Regions from separate parts of the Mus musculus genome. Here regions 1, 2, 3, 4 and 6 are each linked to region 5. The links are chromatin contacts, called in public promoter capture Hi-C maps. All regions are on one chromosome and are shown on one strand. Each heading gives the region's core, a stretch centred on a gene start, on an enhancer-like site or on the middle of the called end of the contact. The rest is flanking DNA. Distances are from core to core; before and after follow the strand shown. Region 1 holds the start of Smn1 (survival motor neuron 1). Region 2 holds the start of Gtf2h2 (general transcription factor II H, polypeptide 2). Region 3 holds the start of Cenph (centromere protein H). Region 4 holds the start of Mccc2 (methylcrotonoyl-Coenzyme A carboxylase 2 (beta)). Region 5 holds the start of Tnpo1 (transportin 1). Region 6 holds the start of Bdp1 (B double prime 1, subunit of RNA polymerase III transcription initiation factor IIIB).

Region 1 (4,233 bases), core at 101-2,600, 1.2 Mb before region 5:
ATCTACAATCCCAATATCCCGGAGCTGGAGACAGTAGGGTTGCCAAGAGCTCCAGGCCAGTCTAGCATATTGAATTCCAGGCCAATTTAGGTTATGGAATGTGTCCCTGATTCAAATGGGGGCGGGAGGGGGGGCTGAGACGGGGCAATCTCCTTGAGTTTGATGCCAGCCTGGCTTACATGGAGAGTTCCAAGTCTCCTAAGGCTACCCTGTGAGACCTGTCTCAAAACAACAAAACAGCAACAAGAAAGAAGCTGCAATCAATAAGATTACCCCTGAGATTGTAAACATGACCCATCACCCTGGGCATGAAGAAGTTACCACGATGACAAATTAGCACAGGAACCTTGTGGTTTTAAGGAGAGAACCAGACCGCCAGGGCTCCCCTGAGGACAAAGGGCAAAGCTTTATTCAGAATAGGAATTGCTGGGCTGTCCCCCAAAGAAGGAAATGCAGCACTGCCCAAAGCTGCCCAGAATTCTCTTCTCCCACCCCAAGCCCCAAGCAGAAATCAGTTGCCATACCATAAGACGACCGAGGTCCTAATGTTTTAAACTTCGTTAGATGGAGTATGTTGTTTCCCAGGCTAGACTCAACTTCACATTCCTGCCTCAGGAGCTGGGACTGATCACATGCACAGTCCACCAACTTGGCTCTGATTTGCCCTCGTACTTACCAGTGTTTATCTTACTTCTACAGTCTCCCTGTAATTTAGGCTGGTCCGGAATTCACGCTGTAACCGAGGATCTTGAACTCCCGACCCTCCGGCCCCCATCTCCCAAGTGTTTGTGCATGTAATTATGCGTGCACCACCAACCCTGCCTCGGATCTGCTGTCGTATACATTTGAATGCAATGCAGTCAATAGCAACTTTCAACTACTCCGGGCAACTTTAGTTATCCCTCTCTCTCAAACTTTATCAACTGTTGTTTGCAACACTTGGTCTTTCCGGTTACAAAACTGGATCCAGAAAACCAGCATTTTAGTCTAAAGTCCCTGTGAACATCTTCATCCTGACCTAAATCTGGAGCTTTCCAATGGCTCCTATCTGGTTGCCTTGCTTCAGCCAGCCTGTCCCCGTTCCTGCACATCCCCTCACAGTCACACAGGACCAAAGCGTGGCTCACAGCCTCGCCGGCGCCCGAGCTGCACCAGGAGCCGCCTGCGGATGTGGCCCGAGCTCGCACCGCCTCGGTCTCGGGCAGCGCTCCGAGTGCTAGCGCCGAGCCGCGACCTCACCTGGCCGGTGCCACGCCGGAACAGCACCGTATCTTCCTGCTCGGAGCCCGCTCCGCCACTGCCCATCGCCATGGCCTGCTACCACGGACGCTGCCGGGCTCACTCAATGACGACTTCCGTCATGGGGCTTCTGGGACCGGAAGAGTACGGTGGCCCGGAGGCAGCCAGAGACCTCCTACACGCTTCCAACTCACTCCTCCCACATCTGTCTTTTCTCTTTCTCCCCTCCACCTGTCTTCTAGTTCTTTTTTTTTTTTTTAACCTTTCCCTCTGTTTTCTTCCAATTTATTTTCCTCCCTCCAGCCCTTTTCTTTTCATTTTTCAAGTCAGCCTCGCTATATAGCCTAGGCTGGCCTTTGCTACCTCAGCTTCCCGAGTTTGGGATGAACCTTCACAATAAGGGCATCCTGTGTTTGCTGGTTCTTGATGCACACACCAATTATTAGACGATGGGTTGGTATCGGGCCTTTTGCAGTGTTAGGTGTCTGTTTTGTAATGGGCCCAAGGTTGAGGTAAGGGGAGTCGACCATTTCCTTCATCTGGCATATCTGGTAAATTCCTGAGTCTGATTTTCCTGATAGAATTTCGATATCCCATGTGCCACCATAGTTTTGATTTATCCCAATAAATTTACAGATTGACTCAGGAATAAGCCACCTATCAGCCTGTAGAAAACAAACAAAAAACTAGATAAGTCCTGGCAGATGGTGCTATTTCTGGTGTACCCAGAGGTTTCAGTCACCTCCCTCAAGATGGAGTCAGAAGCTGCTTGTAGGGTGGAGTTTCCAGAGGCAAGCAGGTATGAGTTGGGGCCAGCCTGGTCTACATACGAAGTTCCAGGCCAGTCAGAGGTTTGCAGCGAGCCCCTGTCTCAAACTATGATGGACTCTCCCAGGGCAGGGCACAGCCTGGCAAAACCCACTGTTTTCTACAATTTAGGGGATCTTGGAATAGGGCATAGACAATAGGGCATCCCAAAAGCGCCCAGTGAGATTTGTGGGTTCTTGTGTTCCAGGATTTAACAAAATAAAATTGGACCAGGGGCACACTGATAGTGATGTGGGTGTAGATCGTTTGTTAAGAGAATGTTCCCAGCTGCGGACATGGACAGAGTATCTGGGAAACACATCCTACTGAGCTGGTAAAAGGCAGAGTGCCTTAGCTAAATTAGGGGATATTTACCCAACAGAACACTGAAACAATGTCTCAAAACCACAAAAACCTGCAATTTAAAAAAATGAGGAGGCGGTGACATCTTCGGCTCCAGAAAACCGGCCACCTTCCTGGCCAAAGCAACACAGCTTCTGGGAAAGATCCTGTTTTGGGCCTTCATCTTCAGCCAGGAGGAGGTCCAAACACCAGATAACTGTGCACCTTCCCTAAAAGAGGAGAGCTTGCCTGCAGAGACTGCTCTGACCACTGAAACTCAGAGGAGAGAGCTAGTCTCCCACGTCTGCTAGTAGAGGGTAACAAAATCAACAGAGGAACAATCTCTAAACAAAGACAACTATAACAACTAACTCCAGAGATAGCCAGATGGCGAAAGGTAAACGTAAGAATCCTACTAACAGGAACCAAGACCACTCACCATCATCAGAACCCAGCACTCCCACTTCGCCCAGTCCAGGGCATCCTAACACACCTGAAAAGGTAGACCTGGATTTAAAAGCATTTCACATGATGATGGTAGAGGACATAAAGAAGGAATTTAATAACTCACTTAAAGAAATACAGGAGAACACTGCTAAAGAGTTACAAGTCCTTAAAGAAAAACAGGAAAACACAACCAAACAGGTAGAAGTCCTTATAGAAAAACCGGAAAACACATCCAAACAGGTGATAGAAATGAACAAAACCATACTAGACCTAAAAAGGGAAGTAGACACAATAAAGAAAACCCAAAGTGAGGCAACGCTGAAGATAGAAACCCTAGGAAAGAAATCTGGAACCATAGATGCCAGCATCAGCAACAGAATACAAGAGATGGAAGAGAGAATCTCAGGTGCAGAAGATTCCATAGAGAACATCGGCACAACAATCAAAGAAAATGGAAAATGCAAAAAGATCTTAACTCAAAACATCCAGGAAATCCAGGACACAATGAGAAGACCAAACCTACGGATAATAGGAGTGGATGAGAATGAAGATTTTCAACTCAAAGGACCAGCAAACATCTTCAACAAAATTATTGAAGAAAACTTCCCAAATCTAAAGAAAGAGATGACCATGAACATACAAGAAGCCTACAGAACTCCAAATAGACTGGACCAGAAAAGAAATTCCTCCCGACACATAATAATCAGAACATCAAATGCACTAAATAAAGATAGAATACTAAAAGCAGTAAGGGAAAAAGGTCAAGTAACATATAAAGGCAACCCTATCAGAATTACACTAGATTTTTCACCAGAGACAATGAAAGCCAGAAGAGCCTGGACAGATGTTATACAGACACTAAGAGAACACAAATTCCAGCCCAGACTACTATACCCAGCCAAACTCTCAATTACCATAGATGGAGAAACCAAAGTATTCCACGACAAAACTAAATTCACCCATTATCTCTCCACGAATCCAGCCCTTCAAAGGATAATAACAGAAAAAAACCAATACAAGGACGGGAACCACGCCCTAGAAAAAACAAGAAGATAATCCCTCAACAAAACTAAAAGAAGACAGCCACAAGAACAGAACACCAACTTTAACAACAAAAATAACAGGAAGCAACAATTACTTTTCCTTAATATCTCTTAATATCAATGGTCTCAACTCCCCAATAAAAAGACATAGACTAACAGACTGGCTACACAAACAAGACCCAACATTCTGCTGCTTACAGGAAACCCATCTCAGGGAAAAAGACAGACACTACCTCAGAGTGAAAGGCTGGAAAACAATTTTCCAAGCAAATGGTCTGAAGAAACAAGCTGGAGTAGCCATTTTAATATCTGATAAAATCGACTTCCAACCCAAAGTTATCAAAAAGGACAAGGA
Region 2 (4,454 bases), core at 716-3,215, 1.6 Mb before region 5:
GAGGGCGTCCGATCCCACTACAGATGGTTGTGAGCCACCATGTGGTTGCTGGGAATTGAACTCAGGATCTCTGGAAGAGCAGCCAGTGCTTTTAATCACGGAGCTATCTCACCAGCCCTAATTAAATCTTTTTTAACCCTAACAGAGGCTAAGGTTGGCAAATCTCTGTGAGTTCAAGGCCAGTCTAATTTACAGAGCTAGTTCTAGGATTGCCAGGACTACACAAAGAAACCCCGTGTACACCAAACAAAAAACAAAACAAAAAAGTATTGGGTTGTTAAGGCTCACTTTCTTGCAGCCTTTCAAATTAAACGCTTTTTGTATTTCAGTTACACTACCCAAGCTGTTCCCAGATTTTCTAACTTCATTGTGCCAGCCAGCTATGGACACACACACACCACACTCAGGGAGGGAGAGGGAAAGAGAGAGGAATAGAGAGGGACTTACACGAGGTCTTATAATACAGCCCAGGCCAGTCTTGGGCTTGTAATCCTGCTTCAATCTCCCTAGTTCTGGTATAATCGGTATGTACCACCACACCCAGGTTTTATTCAATTCTTTCTTTACGGTTGTTCTTAGTTTCACAGCTTGAAAAGGTATTTCACTAGGTAAGATAATTTTATTGTTACTTTATATGTGATTGGAATATTAGTCATAGTTATACTGAGACTACCATGATTTCTGTGCACATTTTGTTTTGCTTTGGTACCCTGTTAACAAAGTTTTAATAAAAACCCCCTGTTCCAGCAGTCCTAGCAGACTTGTCTGGCCACGCGTCTCAGTTTGCCAAAGAGACACGTAATGATGAATGACAGAGAAAAGGGTTTTATTAAGGTGGCCATGATGAGAAAAACAGATAAAGGGGTTTGCATATACCAAGTCTGTCTTCGAGGGGCTGAGATGAACTTTGACATTTTATAGAAAAGGGAAATGGGAGGGGCTTGTGGTGTGCATAGATGACAGAGCCTGTGGTCTGGTCAGGTGATCTGGTCAAGGCATGGGTCTGATCACTTATGCCAACAAAGGCCTTGTTTCGCAAGGGTTTCTGGAGACCTTGCTAGTGATGTCATTACTCCGAGGCAGACTGTTTATGGCGAGGTAGTTACCCCAGCGCCAGCTTTCAGCCTCCCCACCATACGTAGTTGCCCTCATGTGGGAGGTGATCTGTCCTGCCAGGCTTGCTCTTTGCTTGGGAGTAGTCTCGGTTCCACGTCATAAGGATGTTTACAGATCAGTCTTGCCATTCCTTGTGTTCAAGAGAACTACAGAAGAGAGTGAGTGACTTAGCAGGAAAATTGTTTTTTAAAAAAAAAAGTCAGAGAATGGTGCCCTTCGTCTTCCTAGCTCAGTCTTAGTTTCTAAGACTATTTTACAGAGCCAAAGTTATGAGTGGGAAAAGTTCGAATGTGTCTTACTTCTATTCACAAATATGCTTAGATGTATTTTTATTTTATTGGGGGAATCCTCTTATTTTTGGGTTAAAGAGCATGCTTGGCGCTCGTGGGGGTGGGGCGGCAGGTGGGGCTATGGCTATGCAGTTAAGAGCACTTGTTGCTATTCCAGAGGGTCCGGATTTGATTTCCATCATCCACATGGCAGATAGCAAACATCTGTAACTTCAGTTCCAGGGGATCAGATGCCATCTTCCGTCCCCTGCCCCAACTAGGCACGAACATGGTGCACAGACATGCACGCAGGCAAAAACATCCAGATACTAAACAAAACCCAACAAAACAAAACCCACGGACAAAAAAAAACCTCCCTAAACGCATGTATAACGTATCCAGAACTTGTAGTTTTAGCTGTTTGGTCTATAGAAATGCACCCCACAGCAGAAATATTGGTGAACTGGAAGGCAGTTACGCTCTTGGGCACCACTTGCTCCCTAGCTCCCTCTTCTGGCAGCAGCTGCCCTCTGCCGCCGGAACATTTTTTTTTTCCCGTGGCTCCAGCGCGCTGCGGAAGAATTTTGGCGGCGCACTCAGACTGCCGGTACTTCCGGTGAGGGTCGTCTCGTCGAGGCTGGTGGGTCTACGCGAGGAGACCTGCGGGGTCCTGAGGCTGTGGAGGGCTGGAGTGAGGCGGACAGGAGAAGAAGCCTGGAGCTGAGGACCGAGGTGCAAAGCCCGGGTTGGCCTCGGGGGGGACCTGGAGGGCGGAGGGGGTGGGGGCGTGTGCAGGGAGCGCGGCAGCTTCCGCCTGAGGAAAGTTCTCGCTGCAGGGCTGCCGTTTGCCGTGAGTCTGTGTGGCCCGAAGCGAGTTTGCAGCCCCGAGCTGTCCCTCTCTGAACACGGGGGACAGTAAATCACCCTTGACCTCGGGCCAGGCAGGGTAAGGCGAGGCAGAGCCTCCGCAGTGGCCATGCGCGCTGCGGCTCGCGGGTGCACGCGAGGAGCTCACCGTGAGCATCTCCCGGGGCGGCTGGGTGTGATGACGGAAAGTCTAAGAAACGGGTGATCTGGCTGCGGCGTGGGGACTTCTAACTTCTCCCCGGTTGGATTCTCCATCATAAAGAGGCCCCGTATACCCAGCCAAAAAGTGTGCGGCGTTTACTCGTTGCTTCTCATTTTCTCTGAATTTAAGAGAGTAATAGAAGAGTAAAATATAAAGCAAATGTTGATGCGGTGGAGCAACATTTAAAAAGCTTAAAAGTAATATTATGCGAACTGTGTGTGCACACGCACACACGTGTGCTGGGATCACAGGTGTATTCCACTCTGCTCATCCTGAACAGAAATTTTATTTATTTTTAATTAATTAATTAATTAATTTGGAGATGGTTTCTCTGTGTAGTGTTGGCAGTCCTGGAACTCACTTTGTAGACTAGGGTGGCCTTGAACTTTAGAGATCTGCCTGCTTCTGCCTTCCGAGTGCTGGGACTAAAGGTGTGCTCCACCACAGCCAGGCTCATAGTTTTGTTATTTTTTAAAATTATTATTTTTTTTTTATTTACAGTTCCAATGTTATCCCCTTTCCTGGTTTCCCCTCCGAAAACCCCCTATTTCCTACCCCTTCCCCTGTTCACCAACCCACCCACTCCTGCTTCCTGGCCCTGACATTCCCCTATACTGGGGCTTAGAGTCTTCACACGACCAAGGGCCTCTCCTCCCATTGATGACAAACTAGGCCATCCTATGCAGCTAGAGCCATGAGTCCCACCATGTGTACTCTTTGGTTGGTGGTTTAGTCCCTGGGAGCTCTGGGGGTACTGGTTAGTTCATATTGTTGTTCCTCCTAGGGGGCTTGCACACCCCTTCAGCTCCTTGGGTACTTTCTCTAGCTCCTTCATTGAGGACCCTGTGCTCTGTCCAATGGATGGCTGTGAGCATCCACTTCTGTATTTGGCAGGCACTGGCAGAGCCTCTCAGGAGGCAGCTATATCAGGCTCCTGTCAGCAAGCTCTTGTTGGCATCTGCAATAGTATCTTGGTTTGGTGACTGTATATGGGATGGATCCCCAGGTGGGGCAGTTTCTGGATGGTCATTCCTTCAGTCTCTGCTCCGAACTTTGTCTCTTTAACTCCTCCCATGGGTATTTTGTTCCCTCTTCTAAGGGCTCATCCTTTTAATTTTTTTACTTTTTTGGTTTTCGAGACAGAGTTTCTCTGTGTAACAGAGCCCTGGTTGTCCTAGACTCTGTTAGTAGACCAGACTGGGCTCGAGATCCACCTGCCTCTGCCCTCCTGTTTCTGAGTAAAAAAGCCAGTCCTGCTTCTACAGATACCTGTCTTTTATCTTTTATTTCCGAGTCACCTCCCATCAGTTCCACCATGTCCAGGCAGAACTTTACTTTTATGTTCACAGTGGTGTTTGAGGGGCTTGAGTCTCATTGTGTAGCCCAGTCTGGGCTTGAAGAGGGAAGGGTGCATCAGCATGAGAGGCTCAGGGAATAACGTTCTGGCTTTAGTTCCCTGTCTGCGGTTTCAGATAGGAACTGTCTGGGCTGACAGCTATTCTTGCACATGGAGGATAGGATGCTGAGTAAGCATTTGCCAGTCTGAGGTATTTTTACCTTTTAAAGACAAACGATCAAGTTTTCTGAGGCAAATGATGACTCCGTGGGAAATATACAGAATTTAATTAATAACGTTATATTGTAGCAGGTTTCATAAAAAGCCCCTTAGGACTAGTCTCTAATCTTCTGACTTTTTTTTTTTCTTTGAGAGAGGGTTACTTTGTGTGTAGCCTTGGCTGTCCCGGAACTTGCTCTGGAGCTCACTCTAGAGCTCGCTCTGTAGACCATGCTGGCTTGTGCCACCACTGCCCAACTGAGAATTTTGTATTTTCATAGAATAGTTACTGAATACACTGCAAGAATAAAATGACCTTGCATTCTGATATTTTAAACTTTGTCCCTAACTGTTAAGTAATTAGGTTAATTGGTGATCTATTTTTTTTTTTTTTTTACAGAGTTGAATAAGCATATATATCATTATAAGCACCATGGATGAAGAA
Region 3 (4,766 bases), core at 2,059-4,558, 1.8 Mb before region 5:
GTGTTTTAAAAAGAATTTGCCCCCAAGTCTCACTATCAACAGATAAGGGTGTATTCTTGTATATCCTGTATAGATATAATCATGCATATACTCCCAAGGAGATATTTTTATATGGGTTCATTTTATCAACAGTATTCCTATCAGCATTCCTTTCAATGCCTATATTGCATTTCCTAGTGTGAACAAACTGTGTGTAACATAGTCATTCCCTCGGTGGGATTCAAGTGCATTCTCTCAGTGCCCTCCACAGTGTTCTTAAATGATGTTTAATGTCTTGCTTGGCTTCATTCATAGTAGCTCTTCCAGGGGTGTGCTTTGAATTCTGACAGCCAGATGGGTGTGGCTGCCACCATACCAAGGCGCCACTCCTGTCTTGTAATGCCACCTGGAAAAGAATCCTGTCTCATTTGCTGTTTTAATTTATACATCTGATATCAAGTTGAATAAAATTTATTGGTGGAAAGCTTTCACAATTCTCATTTGCCCTTTTGACTGTTTATGTTGTCTTTGCAATATGGAGACTTTATGTTGCTAATAAACATAGTTTTCGATTTTCAGCCAAGGTCGGCCAACTCCCAAGTGTGCACACCTTGTAATCCAGCCCAGGTTTTTAAGTGTACATATCTGATCTAAATGGTGTTATTCCCCTGTAATAATAGGACTTTTTTTTTCTTTTCTTTTTTTCTCTCTCTTTTTTAATATATTTTTCAAAAAAGGATGTCCAATCCCCTGGAACTGGAGTTACAGTTATAAACTGACATTTGCCTACTGGGAATTGAACCCAGGTTTTCTGGAAGAACAGCCAGTGCTCTTAACCACTGGGCCAATTGTCCAGCCCATGATAGGAATTTTTAAAACTGAGTTCTAAGAGTTTCTGTGGCTACATACGGCTTAACGAGTGCATCTGCGTGTATCTTGTTACTTGGAAACTTTTTTTTTTTTTGGTTTTTCGAGACAGGGTTTCTCTGTAGCCCTGGCTGTCCTGGAGCTCACTCTGTAGACCAGGCTGGCCTCAAACTCAGAAGTCCACCTGCCTCTGCCTCCTGAGTGCTGGGATTAAAGGCGTGCGCCACCACGCCCAGCACTTAGAAACCTCTTGTTGGGCCTTCACTGTATAATCCTGAGGGTCCTTACCCTCGTGCTGGGGTTTTCACTTTAAAAATCAACTACTTTTTTGATTTTTGATAATTTCCCTTTATCTTTCTTCAACCCACCCTCACCTGGAATTCTGAAGTTCATGGCCTTTGGCTTTTATTGTTGTGCATATGTTCATAAACATATAACCTGCTCAGTAGTGGTCCTTGTATGTATATAACTTCAGCACTGCCCACTGTAGTTGTCCTGATTGGGCCCCATGACTTTCCCCTTCTGTGTTAGCATCACCCTTGCTGAAGGTTGATTTAGGCTTGTTTAGTGTTGAAACTTCATGGGTGTAGCTTCCCTGACATTGAGGAGACAGAATTTCAAGCAGTCTTTCTAGTCCCCTGGCGCCTAATATCTGTGCCTCCTCTCCAGTGTTCTTCAGTGCAGGCGTTGTTGATAACATGAGCTGGGCTGGGGCAGGGCTTGTTCTGCATTTGATTGTGGTTTTCTGTGGACATAAAGATAAACATTCCGAATTGGGTGCTTGTGTGAGCTGCCTCTCCAGGTGGCCTGGACCTCAATCCTTCTTCTCCCTCCTAAATGCTGGAATGTTTTACTCTTCCTGCCTCTGCTTTGCTTCTGTGATACGGAGATGGTGCTAGGGATTCTAATTCAGGCCTCTCACGTGATTTTGTAACAACTTGACATATACTTAACAGCTGGTGAGGTGGCTCAGCAGATAATGCTGACTGCTCTTCCTGAAAGTCCTGAGTTCGAATCTCAGCACCCACATGGTGGCTCACAACCACCTGTAATGAGGTCTGACACCTTCTGGTTCGACTGAAGATCTGGTTCAACTGAAGACAGCTACAGTGTACTTATTTATAATAGTAAATCTTTGGGGCTGGAGCAAGCAGGGACTGAGTGAGGGGTGGGGGCTGACTGGAGTGAGCAGAGGTCCTAAACTGATTTCCCAACAACCAGATGAAGGCTCACAACTATCTGTACAGCTACGGTGTACTCATATACATAAATAAATGAATCTTTAAAAAGACAAATGGCAGCTGTAGTACTTTGATAACAGGACTGTGTTAACAATAAGCATGGTATGATCAACTTGGACAAAAGCTATGAAGGACCACAGCCCTCCCCTTCAAAGAGCTGCTGTTTTGTTTGTTCTGCAAGGACTTATCCCTCAAGTGACCACGCAAGGCTCATGTACAGCATTTTCGCCTCTCAACGTCAAGGCTCAAGTGTCAAGTCAGCGACACTGGGGGCACCCAATTCTCAACGTGATTTCTAATCCCAACCCTCTGACAGGATCTTGACATGTTCTCTGTCTCATACTCACTGTGTATCCTAGGCTGGCCTCGAACTCATCACATTTTTGCCCAACCTCCTGCTCTAGGATTGCAGATACCCTTTCCAGTTTCTGATAGAATTTTCACTGATAGTCGGATGGAGTACCCGTGCCAGGAACTGAAAGGGCGTGTTAGTGGCATGGTAAAGTCTGGAGAGCATGTGCCAGCACTGCCTCCTGGTTGAGGCATTCATTTCTCCACTAAACTAAAGGTATGGCCCTCAGGAGTTATAATAGGGACCCCAGATCTGTTCTCGGAACAGCAAGAAAGCCTTTCAATATAATATTGCAGGTTCACAGTACTTGGAGGATTGATAGTCCAAGATCGGCTTTGGCTGCATGAGACCCTTTCTCAAAGTGAGAGTAGAAGCTAGAGAGATGATTCAGCGGTTAAGAGCACTGGCTCTTTGGAGGACCCAGGCTCGATTCCTAACCCCCACATCAAGTGGCTTACAACTGCGTGTAACTCCAGTTCTGGAGGGAATTTGATGCAGGGCAAACCCATTCTCCAAACCCTGACCTGGAGTGTAATAATAGGGGCAATAATAGCGCCAGCCAGGACGACTGTTGACATCTGTTTAAGCACTAAGTTTTACCCCTCCGGGCCACGCTAAAGATACAGTTTAAGTTATATCCTAAGTTTTCTCAAGACACTAGGCATGCTAGGTAAGAGTTCTACCACTGAGCCCCGTCTCCATCTATCCCTACCCACAGGCTTCGATGGCCTGTGTTGGTGAAAGTCTTAGCTAGAGGAATAGAATCAATTGTGGAAAGAAGCCTCAGAAAAGGAACGCAGCACGGTAACCACGGCAACCCGCTGCAAGGGGAGAAGCAGAAGGAGGGACTCAGGGCGGAAGGGGCGGGACCCTTCCGGAAGGGTAGGAACTTCCGGAAACCAATTTCGTGGCGGGAAGAACTGCTGGGTTATTTTCTGTGGCGTTCAAACCTGCGGGCCTTTGCAATGGAGGAGCAGCCGCGGGAGAGGTCTGAGGCCGGGGCTGAGGCCTGCGAAGAGAAGCGGGGTCTGTCGCAGGCCGCGGAGGAGCGTATCGAGGACCGTATCAGCCTGCTGCTCAGGTGCTCCCGGCGGGCATCCGCCCCCACTCGGGAGGCTCAGGGTTCCTATTCAGGTTCCCTGGCTGATTTAGGGCTCCGAAGCTTGCGGCACCATCAGTTTCACCGCTTTAGGCCTGTCAGTGGGGAAGAGAGCCGCAAAAGATGCCCTCCGCGCAGAGAGGCTAGTGGGCTGGGGTGGGACATTCTGCAGGAGGACGTGGCGCTGTGCCCGTCTTGAGCCAGGCTTGCGACCCGGCCTCCGGTGCTGTCTTGCCACTGTGGTCCGGGCTGGCTGAGCAGTACCTACCGCCAAGTTACAGGACACAGTCCACCTTGAGGACCAAGACCCTTTGCTGACCAGAAGCTTCGGTTGTTTATCGTCCTACCAGGACGATGATGCTCCCCAGTCAGCAGTTTTTAGAGAAAATTTGGCGGCCAGAAACTTTAGTCTAAGGCCTGGACCAAGTTTATCCTACTGCCTATGGTGAACTCTTCAAGCTAAGAAAAGCAGCGTCTGGTGTATGCGTAGCAAGAGCCATACAGCTCAACTACAGCATAGTTTTTCCGTATTTAAATAGAGATAGGAGCCAAACATTTTGTAATGCATGAAATCTAAATGTTAGTGTTCATACAGCTTATTGGGACACAGGTTTCTGGTACAGGGTCAGAGTTACATAGTTAAAACAGGCTATATGACTGCCAAGTCCTAAATTATTTGCTGTGTGGTTCTTTGCAGAAAAAAAAATTTAACAGGTTTTTTGCAGACCTTTAAAATGCATAACAAAGGGTTGGAGAGTTGGCTCAGTGGTTAAAGAACTTGGACTGCTCTTCCAGAGGTCACATGGTGGCTCACAACCATCTGCAGTGGGGTCTGATACCCTCTTCTGGTGTGTCTGAAGAAAGCAATGGTGTACTCATATACATAAAATAAATACATCTAAAAATTTTTTTAAAACTCATAACAGACTTGTTTTGAATTTTTGAGACAGGGTCTTGCTGTGAAACACTGGCAGCCTATAGCTGGGTGGCGGTGGCGCACGCCTTTAATCCCAGCATTTGGGAGGCAGAGGCTCGGATTTCTGAGTTCGAGGCCAGCCTGGTCTACAGAGTGAGTTCCAGGACAACCAGGTCAACACAGAGAAACCCTGCCTCAAAAAAACAAAACAAAACGAAACGAAACAAAAGGAAAGGCAAACACTGGCAGGCTATAACCTTGAACTTGTAGTAATCTTTTGTTTTTGCCTTCAGGTGCTAGAATTATAATCAT
Region 4 (4,310 bases), core at 393-2,892, 1.1 Mb before region 5:
GCGTCGTGTAGTTATTCCCACCCGTGTATATATTTAAGGAATAAGCCATGAATTTGAGAGGCACCTGGATAGCAGTGGGAACTCTCGGGACCGGTAGGAGGGTCAAAGGTAAACAGTTTTAACTAAGTGAAAAGCAGAGGAAACATTTTGGGCACTTTTGCTTAGTCCACACTGCCTGCACACTCACTGTGTAGCCCGGGCTAAGGTTGAGCTGCTGATCCTCTTAATTGACCTTTTGAGTGCTGGAGTTGCTAGGAAATTATTTTCTTTTAGCCTCGTTGCCAGGAATAAATGTTTCGTTCAGCTCAAATGCTCTGCTTTGGTTTGTTTTCTTTTACATTTCTTGGATGCCATGTGAATCTTTAAGTTATTTTCCACATTACAAGATCTTATTTGGGGTCGGCTTGTAGCAAGATAGAATGCTTATGTCATGGTGAACTCACTTTGATTTGACTTAGGCCTTCGTTTTTCTTAGATTTTAAAAAAGCTGGCCATTTCTGGAGCTAGGGAGGGCTCAGTGGGTAAAAGCACTGGGTTGAGCAGGGGCAGAAGGATCAGAGGTTTCTAGCTGCACACCTCGCTGCAAGTTCAGTGAGAGACTTGGTTTCAAAGGAATAAGGCAGAGTAATGGCTTGATACTGACATTCTCCAGCTTCCATGTGTCCATGTGTGCTTCTGTACACACACCGTACCCACGTCTGTACACACAAAGTGCCACTCCTTCTAAATTAGCACCATTTAATATAGTAGGCATGTTTCACCTACTCTCTCTCTCCTCTGTGTGCATGTGCGCGCGCGCACACACACACACACCTAGAGCCTTTTGCATTCTAGGCAAGCGTTCTACCACTCAGCCCAACACTATTTGTATGATGACATTGTCTTCAAGATTCATGTTAAAACAGTTGGTTTCAGACAATGTCTCATTTTGTTGCCCACCCTAGCCTCTAAATTCTTCACTTAGTAGTCTGTGGACTCTTCACTTAGTAAGCTACAGAAACTTTGACAAGCCTTCTATCAATTGGTTTACCATAGTTTTCTGTGGGTCGGGCTTCTTTCTTGAAGCTGCAGAGTGGTAGAGTCTATGGTCCCCAAGGGAGACAGAGCGACCAAGCCTGGCTCCCATCTTAGTTATGTGTTTCTACCCAATCTGGCTTTTATTCGGGTGCTATTCTCCTACAGCATCTTTCCTCCTAGGGCACAGCCGACCCTCTCCTTAGCCTGTTCATCTTTCTGATGCTCCTGGCGCTTTTACTTTGCTCATGCTGTAGTAACACGTAAGCATTCAATAAAGTGTGCGAGTCAAAACAAAACAAAACAACACTAAGGCACTTCGCAGAGTGTTTTTAATCCTTATTGGTGTGAAGATCCCAGTACTGATGTCTACAATCTGTCACATTCTAAAAATGATCAGGTGTGCTGAAGCTCTGCAGTACATGGGCTAGAGGCGGGTGCATGCTTGTGACAAACGCTTCGGCAGGACAGCAGCCACTTATCTGTTCGCTCTACTCGGCCCAGTGTTCCTGGGCTCGCGATGGAACCTGGACTCGCGCAGCTGCTCTTCTGCGCCTCATTGGCGGAGTAGAGAGGCGTGGCGCGCAGCGCCGACCAATTGGAGGTGGTCTGCGATGGCACGTGTGCGGGGCTGGCCTGGGAGCTGATGGACCAGGGCTGGTGCTGCAAGGACTCTGGAGGAGCAGCCCCCAGGAGCTGCAGAACCGAGCTGCAGGGCCGCTCTCTTTCTCTTTTGGGTGTTTGCCATCGCCATGTGGGGCGCGCTGAGGTCAGCTCTGCGACCGTGCTGTCGGGCTGCTGTACCCCCGCAGCGTGCCTATCACGGGGACTCAGTGGCCCGACTGGGCACCCAGCCTGACTCGGCCTCCTCCACCTACCAGGTAGGTTGAGCGAGCGTCCTGGAGGCCTGTTCGCCTTCCTGCCCCGGAGTCATCGGAGGCCAGAGGGTGGGCATGCTTGGATCTCTGCTGTTCTTTCCTTTGCAGCTTCAGGCGTCATTCTGGGACTCAGTAGGGTCCTGTGAAGTTTGCAGAAGGAAGTCGTTCCAGTGAGATTTTAGTTCACTTTTAGGACTGGTACTGGCATTTTGTGTCACTCAAATCAGTGGTTCTCAAAACCCCACAAAGCATTGTCGCTTGGACAACTTACAAATGCCCGAGACCGGTTTGGCAACTTTGTAATCACGAAGTTGTGGTCCTCGTGTTTGCATGGCTGGGTATATTCTTTAGCGGTCTTGTGGCAGCCACCTTTAGGAACTACCATAGCACGATAGTTTACACTCTTCCGCTTAATAGTTATATTAACAATACACAGCTCACAATGTCTTTACATAGCTTTTCTTGGGACTGAGTGGCTTCCCCTGGCCAAAGAAGCAACTCATAATTTGTGAAGTATCAAAGCTGGAACATTTAAATCTGTTTCATGGCCTCTACAGATAACGTCTGAATTATTCATAGAACCAGCAGTTATTTGCCAGGGAAGAAGTTAACTTAGTTAAGCACTAAGTTGTTTGTGCGGTATTTTAAGTATTTGGCCTGGATGTGTAGGAATGAAAGTCATTTGGGGCTGGGAAACGTTAACTAGAAATCAGATAGCTGTGCGGCTGTGTGGTAAGAGGTGTCCTAGCCCTGAAGGGCTGAAGGCACCTAGAGCACACAGAGCAGAAGCAGGTGGATCTTTGTGAGGTTCGGTCCACCTTGATCAACAAAGCCAGTTCCTGGACAGCCAAAGTTACAAAATAACTTCTCAAAAAAACTACCACCACCACTACAACAAAATACAACTACTATATACTAATTGTACAAAGTAATAAATACACTTCACTATATGTACATACATGACTCTCTTATCTCCTCTCCACTCTTTTGCTGTCTCCTTTTCTCTTTCCAAGTAGTCCTTATACTTTCATGTCCCTAAATTGTACATCTAACCTAGATTCTGCATGTGAGAGAAAATGTGGTATTTGTTTCCCTGCCTCCCTACTGTGATGATCTCTAGTTCCAACCATTTCCTTGAACATAGCTATTTTATTATTTTTAGGACTATCTTGTTTAGTTTTGACAGTTTCATACAGAAATACAGTGTATCTTTTTGTCTGTTTTGAGGCAGGGATTTTTATTTTCCTGAGTAGCCCTGGCTGTCCTGGCTTTGTAGATCAGCTCTGTAGACCAAGCTGAGCATGGTCATCACCTGCCTCTGCTTCTGTGGTTTAAGGCGTGTGCTACCACGCCCAGCTGGTGTATCTCGATGTTATCTGTTCCCAGTTCCCCTTCCCAGTCTCCCTAGACACTTCCCAATGTGTCCCTCCCTCCCACCTACCTTCCCATATCCTTCTAATACCTTTTAATACCACCTTAAAAACTAGCTGAGTCCTATTGTTGCTAATTGCTACAATGTTGACTGATCGTTGGCTTGGTCTTGTGCGGGTCTTGTTTAGGTAGCCACAACTGCAGTGAATTCATGAGCACAATAGCTATGTCACATCCAGAGGACAGCTCTCCTCCCCAGCCTTTGGCTCTTCCAGTATTTCCACTCCCTCTTACATGATGTTCCCTAAGCGTGCGTGTGTGTGTGTGTGTGTGTGTGTGTGTGTGTGTGTGTGTGTGGTGTAACTATCTCATTTTAAGACTGAGCACCTCACAGTTGCTTATCCTCGGCACTTAGATAGTTATCAATCTCTCCATTAGCTGCTATCCACTCCATAGAGAAGCTTCGCGGACAGAGGTTTAGAGCAGCACTAATATACATGTATAAACATACATTTTCAGATAGTTTGACAGGTCCATTCATCAGAACATTCTCCCCTAGAGCCCTTGACCTCCCAAGCCAAGGGCTTTGATCGGGCTTACAGTACCAGGCATGAATTCCAGTTTGTGGACTAGACCTCAAACTCCAACCTGAACATGGTGGTTGTCACCTAACAGCCATTGCACCACTGCACCAGTGGGCATAGCTTACCTAGGAGGTTGGTATTGCAACATGCAGGGCCCAGCACTGAGTAAGACCATTGATTTCTTAAGTGACCTGCACAACACTTCTGGTACCATGAAAACTAGCCACTGTGTCAGCTCCAACTGGATTTTTCTAGATCATGCAAGCAAAGTATTAAATATAGATACATTAAACTTAGGCTATTAAAGTGTAAACTAGGCATGGTTGTACATACAGTTCTAGCAGTCGGGCAGTTGAGATGGGAGTACCTGTTGAGTAGGAGTTTGAGGTCAGACAAGGCAACATAATGAGACTTTGTTTCAAAATTAAGTGCCAAGGTTAGAGAGATGGCTCAGTGGTTAAAG
Region 5 (4,817 bases), core at 1,028-3,527:
TCCAGCCCCATCTCAACTTTATAATATCTAATAACCAAGAATTTTTTGTTGTTGTTTTCGAGACAGGATTTCTCTGTGTAGCCCTGGCTGTCCTGGAACTCACTTTGTAGACCAGGCTGGCCTTGAACTCAGAAATCCGCCTGCCTCTGCCTCCCAAGTGCTGGGATTAAAGGTGTGCGCCACCATGCCCTGCCTAAAGAAAAATTCATGTGGGGTGGTGGTAACACATACCTTTAATACCAAAAAGTACCAAAAATAAAATACCAAAAAAAAAATGTTTTTCTTTAAAAAGAATTCAAGGGAATAAATCCTTTTATATATACTAATTAATATTCAATCCTTCCTCCTTCCAGTTAGCTTTGTTTATTCCCAAAGTAGTATTTAGGTAAATTCTTCTTCATTGCTTGGTGTAGGTCCTACAACAATCCTTAGTTGCTCATCTTTAGTTTTATTTATGTGTATGAGTGCTTTGCTGCCACGCACATCATGGGAATGCCTAGTGTCTGTGGAGGTCAGCAGGGCATTGGACCCCTGGAACTGGAATTATGAACGGTTATGAGCTACCTCATGGTTGGAGACTAAAACCCAGGTCCTCTGCAAAAACAAAGGCTGTTACCCTCTGAACCATTTTCCCAGCCCCTAATCTTATAGATTTTAATGCTATTTTATTTTTTAAATCTCCAGCAATGTAAGATTCAGTTACCACAATCACACAATCATCTGATTTTTACAAGTCTCTACTCTACAATGAAAGCTTTTAAGTATAAAATAAGACCTGTTTACATTTTTCCTTGCAGTAAATTTTTTTGCAGACTCACCAAACTGCTCTGGAGGAAGGTTTACATTAAATTGTTTTTCTTAGGACATATTCCTTCTTAGAAAATTCCTTTCCAAGAACACTACTCTATCTAACTTCTATTAAATCAACATTTAAAAATGTTTATTTTATTTGATAGAGACAAAGTTTCTCTGTGTAGGCCAGGCTGGCCTGGAACTCAGCAATCTGTCTGCCTCTGCCTCTGGAGTGATGGGACTAAAAGTGTGGGCTGCCATGCCTGGCCATATTTTAGTAATTTTAAATATTTTCCCTTTCAATTTTCAGCTTTCTGATGATAAAAACCATCTTTTAGTCTCAAACTTTGAGTTAAGCTAATTGTAACACTAAAAAGTATTACAAGTGAAGATTTTTAAGCTTCTTAATAAATAAGTTGTAAATATTTAGCATTTTTCAAGAATTAGGTACAATAATTTTACCTGTAAAGTGTATGGAGAGCAATCACTGCCTAAACAAGAAGTATGTAACACTAAGGCAGTTGAAAGCACTGATGTGAAGATAATTCTCGCTGGCCACTCACTCAGAAAAAAGGACCACCTTGCTGTGCATATTTAAAATACTCATACGTGGTAAGTTTGTGTAAAAATAACCAGGCAGGGAAGAACGATTCTTCCAAGACCGGGTTTCTCAGTATAGCCCTGGCTGGCCTTGAACTCAGAAGTCTGCCTGACTCTGCCTCCCAAGTGCTGGGATTAAAAGCGTGTGCTACCACTGGGAAGAACAATTCACCTCTCTTCATTACCATTATTGCAACTGGCTTGAAAAGTGCCTACCTCTCCCATTTTAAAACACTTTCAGCTTGAAGTTACAGTACCTCTCTGGTGGTGGCTGTATAAGGAGAGAGGAGAGCTTATTATCTCCAAGCTCAGGGAACTAGCTTTATAGTAGAAACATACCTAGAGATGTAAACCTAATTTTCTAAATCATTTCATTTGGTTTTATATGGTAGTTTCGTGCTACATCAGCACATTTCAGAAGCCCCTGTGTTATCAAGGGGGCCGCCGTCCGCCCACACCCTTCTGCCTTGTCCCAGGAAAGCTGTAACAGTTCGACTGTGGGACGAGCGGCCTGGTGGGTGTCGCCGGGCTCTGGGCTCGGCGGTCTCCCGGGGGGGACACGAGTGCACTCCGGGCACGCACGTCACCTGCCGCCGGAAGGGCCGTGCATCTGGGCGTTCACACTCAACGGGCTGGGCAGCGGAGGCCGCGACTGAGCCCCAGGCTGGCTTGTGGGGGCTGCAGTGGGCGCGAGGGGGTGTGAGGCGGGCACGGGGCCGAGGCGTCGACCCCGGGACCCCGCTTGGTGAAAACCGCTGGGGCGCGCCGCCCGCCCGCCCGCCTTCCCGACGCAGGCCAGCAGGCCCAGGCCGCAGTTTTCCCAGCCCCGTCGCCGTTGCCAAGGCGACCGCCGCCGAAGATTCCCGCGCCGGGCTCCGCCCCCCGGCCAATCGGACCGGCGCTCGCCGGAGCCCGGATTCTCTTTGTTCCGCAGCCATTTCAGGCCCCGGACGGGAGGCAGCGCCGCTTCGGCAGAAAGGCCCGAGCGCCGGAGGCCTCTGGGATGGTGTGGGACCGGGTAGGTTGGCGTGAGGGTGCGTGGCCAGGGCGGAGGCGGGTGGGAAGCGGCCCGAGCGAGCTCCGACCGGCCGCCGCGCCGAGGGGACCGCGCTCCGCTGTCCGCCCTCTCGGACGGGGCCTGGCCGTTTGGAGCCCGCCGGCGACGGCGCGGTTCTAAGCCCAACAGCTGCGGTCCCGGGCGCCCTGCGGGTCCCGGACAGGGCAGGCGGCGCCCCAGGAGCGGGAGGTCGGTCCTGGGGGTGGCGGGAGGCTGGCGGGCCGAGCCGCTGCGATGCCCGTCAGGCCGCACGGTGCGAGGGCCCGAGGTCGCCGGTCTTTGTCCCGGAGCCTCGCACACTCCGGTTTCTGCAGCCAGCTGATCCGTCTCCCCCGAGGGCCTGCTGGCCTCGCGACCTGTGAACATAATTTTAATGTTTGTAACTACGGGTTTTGCTTAGGTTTGTGGGTTTTGCACGTCTGCCTCTGTCTGCCCACGCCACGGGGAAGGGCCGCCGAGGAACAGACCCGCCACCACAATCAAACTGGCTTTAGAAAGGCTTTCTTCCTCTTAGAAATGATCTCGCGGGGCTTAATTTTTTTTAATCACGTGGGGTTTGCAGGGATTGTTTACAGTTTCACTTTGTTACGCCAGTCGCGAATCAGCTGTTAACTGTAGAAACGAAGTCAGAGGCTGTCCACTAGTTGGGGAGATTGTATTAAGAAGCTTAGTATGTCCTGTTCGAAAAACAGTGATGGCTTCAATGAGTACGTAAGCAATGCTTTTCCCCCCTAAAGAGAAGACGCTCCTTAAATGCAAAATATTCGGTGAAATCAGTATTTGGAACTGACCTGTCTGTCTGCAATGTGCACGCTCAGACGTGTTCATCTTTAGGATACCAAAAGTACCTGCTGGGTTTTGAGTTTCCCTATCGAAACTTTCACTTAAGTGTGGTAAGAAAGTGTGCTAATGAAGTAAGTGGATGGTTTGTAGTTGGTGAGAAGTGATCCTTGTTACTGTCCTGTAACCCTCCGTCCTGGTTCTAGAGAATGGCTGGTCTATGTGGAAATTTGCAAGTGCAAAGGAAAAATACTACTTTAGAGGTGGCCGATTTATTTTAAACTCCTTGACACTTGCCGTGTGTGGGTGAATAGTGGTTTGGCAATTCAGCTTTTACTTGAGTCCGTGTACACCTACTGCACTGTGAGTGGTTCGTCTTCCCTTTCTGAAGAGGGCCTCGGCCTTCCATTAGCCATGTGCTTTTCCATCCTGCCCTGGCCAGAAATTACTGAATTCCTCCCACTGAAAGACCTATAGAAAATATTTTTGTATTTCTCCCTCCATTCCTAAAAGCCTTTTTGCCATTATATAATAGCAACAGGATAGAATTTTATCTTAAAAAAAAAAAAAGATCCTAGCTGTGCCTTTTTGCCATTATATAATAGCAACAGGATAGAATTTTATCTTAAAAAAAAAAAAGATCCTAGCTGTGACTATTTCCAGTATCAATAATTGTTATAGTCATTGTTTTATGACTATTTTTTTTTACTTATGTTAAAGTGATTGTGTGCATTCAGTTTTCTTAAATTGTGTTGAAATGTGAACATGTGCTATATTTAGAGGAATTTCTTGTGTTTGTTAGCCATATTGGCAAGCTTTTTTTTTTGAAAAGAAATCAGGTTCTAAGGAAGCCAAGTCAAGTTCCACATGAAGTAAATGTAACCAGAATAAATGAAAGAGAGGAAGGTGACAGCATGCGGACTGCCTTTGGAGGCAGAGGCAGGCAGATCTCTGAGTTCCAGGACAGCCAGGGCTCCACTGAGAAACTCTGTCTCCAAAAACAAACAAACCAGGAAAGAAAGAAAAGAATGTGGTATAAGATGCCAAAGATTTGGCCCTCCCCACCCCCCCCAAATGCTTACGTGCAGAGATTGAGAGAGCTGAACTAGAGTGTAACTGGTGATTTCAGAATCACGGAGGACAGTGCACCTTCCAAAAGGAAACTTCTCACAAGATGAGGTCCTGCTTGGCTAGTGTTAGTAAGGCTCTAGCAGGTTAGAGGAGTGTATTCACTGTTGGACAGAGGTTTGTGAGAGTGGGTGGACTGTGGTTAGTCAGGTAGAGGTTAGGAAGGGAGGTTCTCAAAGCCTTTGTGTGGTTCTGACACATCTATCCTAGGCACTGTTCTTAGAAGGACTGTAGTTGGTGTGATGAGTAGAGTATTCGCTTTCAAGCATCTTCATGCACAAATGAAACAAGAAACGAGGATGGAGATTTGTCTTCAAAAAAAAAATTTTTTTTTTTTTTGAGACAGGGTTTCTCTGTAGTCTTGGCTGTCCTGGAACTCACTCCGTAGACCAGGCTGGCCTCGAACTCAGAAACCCACCTGCCTCTGCCTCCCAAGTGCTGAGATTAAAGGTGTGCGCCA
Region 6 (4,371 bases), core at 1,773-4,272, 1.2 Mb before region 5:
ACACATTTAAAGTTTTCATTGTAGAGGGTTTTTTTTAAAACTCTTTTGTTATGTATATTCTAAATATTTTATTTTATTTGAGAGACTGGGAAGAGGAGCGTGCCATGATCTCTTTCTCAGCATGCTTGTTACTCATATGTATTAAGACTGGTAAACTTTGTAAGTCAATTATGTATCATAACACTTTGCTGAAATTACTGAAAATTTCTATATTTTTTCTAGTCAAATTTTGGGAACATTGGGTATAAGATAATATAATCTTCAATTGAAAATAAAAAAATATATGTATAAAATCTATTTTATATGTATAGGTGTTTTGACTGAATGTATATCTGAAATTATGTTTTCTGAGTTCTCAAGTTACAAGGATGTACACCATGCACACAGAGTACATTGAGAGTTTCTGCCAGAGGACCAGGAGTGTGCCTTTCATTTCAGAGGAAGAGGCAGATAGGTCTTGGTGAATTCCTAGTCTACACACCAAGCAGAGTTCCAGGACAGCCAAGGCTGCTTAATGAGATCTTGACTCTGTCTTCAGAGATCCTGAAGGACATGGCAAACGCTGGAGAAAACTAGACTATTGTTTGCTTGGGTTTTTTTTTTTTTTAGTGTGTGTGTGTGTGTGTGTGTGTGTGTTGGCTCCCCTGGAGCTGGACTGAGAGGCATTTGTGAACTAGCTGCCATGGTCACTGGGATGCAAATTCTGGTCCTCATGATGGAATGCAAGTGCTTAACTGCTGAACCATGTCACCAGCCTCCAAATTGTAGAATTTTAAAATTACTGGTGACACTAACAACTTACTTCACAAACTTGTGTAACACCTGTCTTGTGATGTATTTAAGTAAAAGTAAAAGTTACTTTGTTGCAAGAGCTGGAGAGATGACTCAGCAGTAAGGAGCAATTGTTATTCAGCACCTACAGAGTGGCTCACAACCATCTATAACATCAGTACAGGGGAATCTGATGCTGTCTTCTCATCGTCCTAAGGCCCCCACTGCCAGGCACGTGCATGGTGCACATGCATGCATGTAAACTTACTCATACATATAAAAATAAATACATCTATAAAACACAATAAAATGTTCATAAAATAAATTTTTTGCTTTATGCCTTTACGAGTAGGGAATTAAATCTTAATCATTTTGATTTCCTTATCTACAAAGTTGTGACATCTTGGATTTTTAGGTAGAACACAGGATTATGAAAAGGCCTTGCATAAGAGCTTGCTGTAGAAAGCTGTATGTCCCAGCAGTGACTACAAGATTCTTTGAGGTATCTTTAGCATGGTATTATTTCTCAAATACTTATTTATTAATGAAGTCTTGATCTGTAACTTTAGCTGGCTTGGAACTAGCTATTTAGAACAGGCTGTTTTCAAACTCATGTAGTTCCCCTGTCTCAGCCTTGGCCTCTGGAGTGATGAAATTACAAGCATGTGCTATTATTACTCCTGGCATTTTGAGATGTCGTGAGCATCTACATCTATTTGATGCTCAGTACTAAACTGCACTCCCACCTTCTTCAGGTTTCCTGTGTTTGTTCTCTCTCTCTCTCTCTCTCTCTCTCTCTCTCTCTCTCTCTCTCTCTCTTCTGAAAAGGTTTCATGTAGCAGAGGCTGGTTTGCAATCTGATACCTATTTTCCTTGTCAAGTTGCCCTACTGCCAGTACCGCAGGACTCTTCCATCACCCTTGAAATCTCATCATATTTAATATATTCTTGTTGATCTTGTTCATTTATTTTGTATTTTCTCCTCTGTAACATACAATGTCTTATTTATTGCTCCGTTGATATCTCTGGAAGCAATAAATTTTGCAACATTCGTGTGCAAAATGTGGAGTATAATCATTTTTGACAGTTTTTATTTTAAAGTGTACAAAAGCCCATATAGTGGATGTCCTGTGAAGTGTTTCATGGCTTCTCTTTGCGATTTCCTCACACAGAATTTCAACCTTTTTTTTTACTCAATTAAAAATTTCTTGGCGGAGGTTGGGGGTTGGACAGATGGCTCAGTAGATCCATTTCCTGCTCTTCCAGTAGGTCCTAGTTTTGGTTCCCAGCACCAGCATCAGGAGTCTGATAACTACCTGTAACTTTTCAGTCTCCCGCAAACTCGCTCTCTCCATACTCATAGTTAAAACTTTTTTTTTTCCTAGCAGGGTATGGTAGCCTATACATACCTGTAATCTCAACATTGAGCCCGTGCAGGCAGGAGGATCAAGAGTTGAAGGGCAGCCTTAGCTATAAGAGGCCCTGTCTCAAAAACCCTAAAACAAACAGGTTCTATGCTCTGGGGATGCACTGGTGCTAAGGCACTACTCTCATACTATTTTATCTTATTGTAATTTTGAGGTAAGTCTTGTCAGATAGTCCAGGGCTCGGAACTTGTGACCTCTTTATTTCGGTTTCTCCAGTGCTGGGATTGCAGGCACGCACCACCATGCTCTGCATTCTTGCACACTTTGACTCTTCTCGAAAACTCCTTAATAGTTCATAAAAGATTCAGTTAAGTAGGTTGGGGATGGACGTTCCATGGCAGTGTGCATGCCGAGAATGCAGGGTTTGTGAGGGATCCTGGGTTCAAACCCTAGCACCACTGGCGAGAAATTAAAAGTTTGAGCCGGGCAGGCAGGGGTGGCGCACGCTTTTAATCCCAGCACTTGGGAGGCAGAGGTAGGCAGATTTCTGAGTTCGAGGCCAGCCTGGTCGACAGAGTGAGTTCCAGGACAGCCAGGGCTACACAGAGAAACCCTGTCTCGAAACGGCCCCCCCCCCAAAAAAAAAAAAAAAAAAGTTTGACCTGGAGGATTCAGCTGCTTCCGCTCTCTCTTTTCAACAACTCCCAAGGTCTTACAAAGGAAAGAATATCTGTCTTCGAATCAAAAAAAAAAAAAAAAAAAAAAATCTCTGGTTTACAGGTAACCGAAGCTACAGAGCGTTGCAGTTGCTATGGCTCCCGGCGCCCGGAGTCTGACGTCATCGTCGGCGCCGAATGATTACGCATTGCTTCCGGCGCCTTTCGCGAGCCGGGACGCGGGGAGGAGAAACTTAGCTTTTAGTGTGGCAGGGTCATGAAGAGGAGGCGGTGGCGGGAGAGCGGAGGAGGCGGAGGGGGCGCAAAACTGCGGTAGCCAGCGCTGGACTGGTGGTTGTGGACGTGTGGGAGGGTGAGAGTGTCAGCCTGCGGGCAGCGGCCGGGGCTCTGGGCTGAGCGCGGCCGCGGAGCCGCCGCTCTCGGCCCCCTGGCTCCGCCATGTTCCGCAGGGCACGCCTTAGCGTGAAGCCAAATGTCAGGCCTGGTGTAGGGACCAGGGGCTCCGCCGCTCCCAATCCCCAGCGTGGACCAGAGGCTCCCAGGCCTCCGGAGCCTGCCACCGAGTCAGCTCCGAAGCCAGCGGAGCCCACAGATGTGCCTGCAGTGGATTCCGGGGGAGCAGAACCCCAGGAACAGGCTCCCGGGAGCAGGTAAGGTCTTCTATCAAGCTGAGCTGTTGGATTTTTACCACGGAGCACCTCTCCTGCAACAAGCTTTTGATTTGAGCTGGATGAAACCACTTCTAGTTGTAGTTTTATTCCGTGATCTGAGGGTGCGACTACTATGACTCTGTCACGATCTTAAGATTCCCGAGGAGACAGTGTCTTGCCTTATCTTACAGAGATGGGAATCCAGGCTTAAGGATTTTGAAGTCAAGAATGTAGACGCACCATCACTTGGAAATTTAATTAATTGTCCTGGAGTACTTTACACTGAAAGCACTTTGGGATTTTCATTTTGTGGATATTTATTTTTGAAAGGAGAGCACCAGTGCTGATTTTTTTTCCTCCCTCCACGCGGTGATGCGGTTGAACCCAAGGCCTCATGGAGTGTTAGGTAAACGCCCTGCCCCTGAGTCAAAGGGAAGAGGCTTAGGTTACTTATTTTGGTTCGAGTGCATACTTCTTTATTGTAACTACGTTTCCTGAATCAAGACGCCTGGCTTTAGTGACAAATACCACATTTGAATTTAGGACGCTCCTACTTAGCTTAGCAAGTTTAAGTAGGTTGTTCTCAGAGAAAATTTGTTCCTGGTGTCAAGTTAGTACCTCCTTTAGGACAATATTGTGAGATCAGATAGGATTACATAAACTGCCTTACATGCCACATGGTAGAATAGTTCCCCCAAATTTACTAAAAAAAAAAATTTGATTACTTTCAAAAAAAGGTGATGAGACCGAGTATGGTGTCACAACTTTAGTCCTAGCAATAGGGAGGCAGAGGCCACCCTGCTTTAGGACAGTCAGCCCCATAGTGAGAACCCGTCTCAAAAAACAAAACAGTGGAGAAAGGTGATGGTACAAATTAAATATGTGACGGGTTAATATGGTGACTGT

Evidence for each region. Promoter capture Hi-C pulls out the DNA fragments that hold promoters and counts their contacts.
Region 1: a contact with region 5 is called in a promoter capture Hi-C map of pre-B cells. The contact joins the promoter of Smn1 here to the promoter of Tnpo1 in region 5. A contact is called at or near these places in 1 of 39 promoter capture datasets (pre-B cells) and 1 of 9 other capture datasets (liver).
Region 2: a promoter capture Hi-C map of pre-B cells shows a contact between it and region 5, with 2.4 times the contacts expected there. The contact joins the promoter of Gtf2h2 here to the promoter of Tnpo1 in region 5. A contact is called at or near these places in 2 of 39 promoter capture datasets (cranial neural crest and pre-B cells).
Region 3: a promoter capture Hi-C map of pre-B cells shows a contact between it and region 5. The contact joins the promoter of Cenph here to the promoter of Tnpo1 in region 5.
Region 4: a promoter capture Hi-C map of pre-B cells shows a contact between it and region 5. The contact joins the promoter of Mccc2 here to the promoter of Tnpo1 in region 5. A contact is called at or near these places in 10 of 39 promoter capture datasets (the 3T3-L1 cell line, the HPC-7 cell line, cranial neural crest and 6 more) and 2 of 115 datasets of contacts at active chromatin or transcription factors (embryonic forebrain and large pre-B cells).
Region 6: a promoter capture Hi-C map of pre-B cells shows a contact between it and region 5. The contact joins the promoter of Bdp1 here to the promoter of Tnpo1 in region 5. A contact is called at or near these places in 6 of 39 promoter capture datasets (the C10 cell line, HPC-7-derived erythroid cells, cranial neural crest and 2 more), 1 of 115 datasets of contacts at active chromatin or transcription factors (astrocytes) and 1 of 9 other capture datasets (adipose tissue).

Annotation. Positions count from the first base shown.
Region 1 is chr13:100,121,972-100,126,204 of GRCm38.p6, reverse strand. Smn1 (survival motor neuron 1) reads right to left here and starts at 1,350. Exons shown (of 9, transcript NM_011420.2): 1 at 1,240-1,350. The coding sequence starts at 1,311.
Region 2 is chr13:100,490,120-100,494,573 of GRCm38.p6, reverse strand. It overlaps Gtf2h2 (general transcription factor II H, polypeptide 2), which reads left to right and starts at 1,965. Exons shown (of 16, transcript NM_022011.4): 1 at 1,965-2,117; 2 at 4,410-4,454. The coding sequence starts at 4,443.
Region 3 is chr13:100,774,441-100,779,206 of GRCm38.p6, reverse strand. It overlaps Cenph (centromere protein H), which reads left to right and starts at 3,308. Exons shown (of 9, transcript NM_021886.2): 1 at 3,308-3,520. The coding sequence starts at 3,405. Ccnb1 (cyclin B1) reads left to right here. Exons shown (of 9, transcript NM_172301.3): 9 at 1-468.
Region 4 is chr13:100,012,971-100,017,280 of GRCm38.p6, reverse strand. It overlaps Mccc2 (methylcrotonoyl-Coenzyme A carboxylase 2 (beta)), which reads left to right and starts at 1,642. Exons shown (of 17, transcript NM_030026.2): 1 at 1,642-1,895. The coding sequence starts at 1,767.
Region 5 is chr13:98,923,844-98,928,660 of GRCm38.p6, reverse strand. It overlaps Tnpo1 (transportin 1), which reads left to right and starts at 2,277. Exons shown (of 24, transcript NM_178716.3): 1 at 2,277-2,410. The coding sequence starts at 2,396. Gm52051 (translation initiation factor IF-2-like) reads right to left here and starts at 4,249. Exons shown (of 2, transcript XR_003950643.1): 1 at 1,255-4,249.
Region 6 is chr13:100,102,721-100,107,091 of GRCm38.p6, reverse strand. Bdp1 (B double prime 1, subunit of RNA polymerase III transcription initiation factor IIIB) reads left to right here and starts at 3,022. Exons shown (of 39, transcript NM_001081061.1): 1 at 3,022-3,465. The coding sequence starts at 3,254.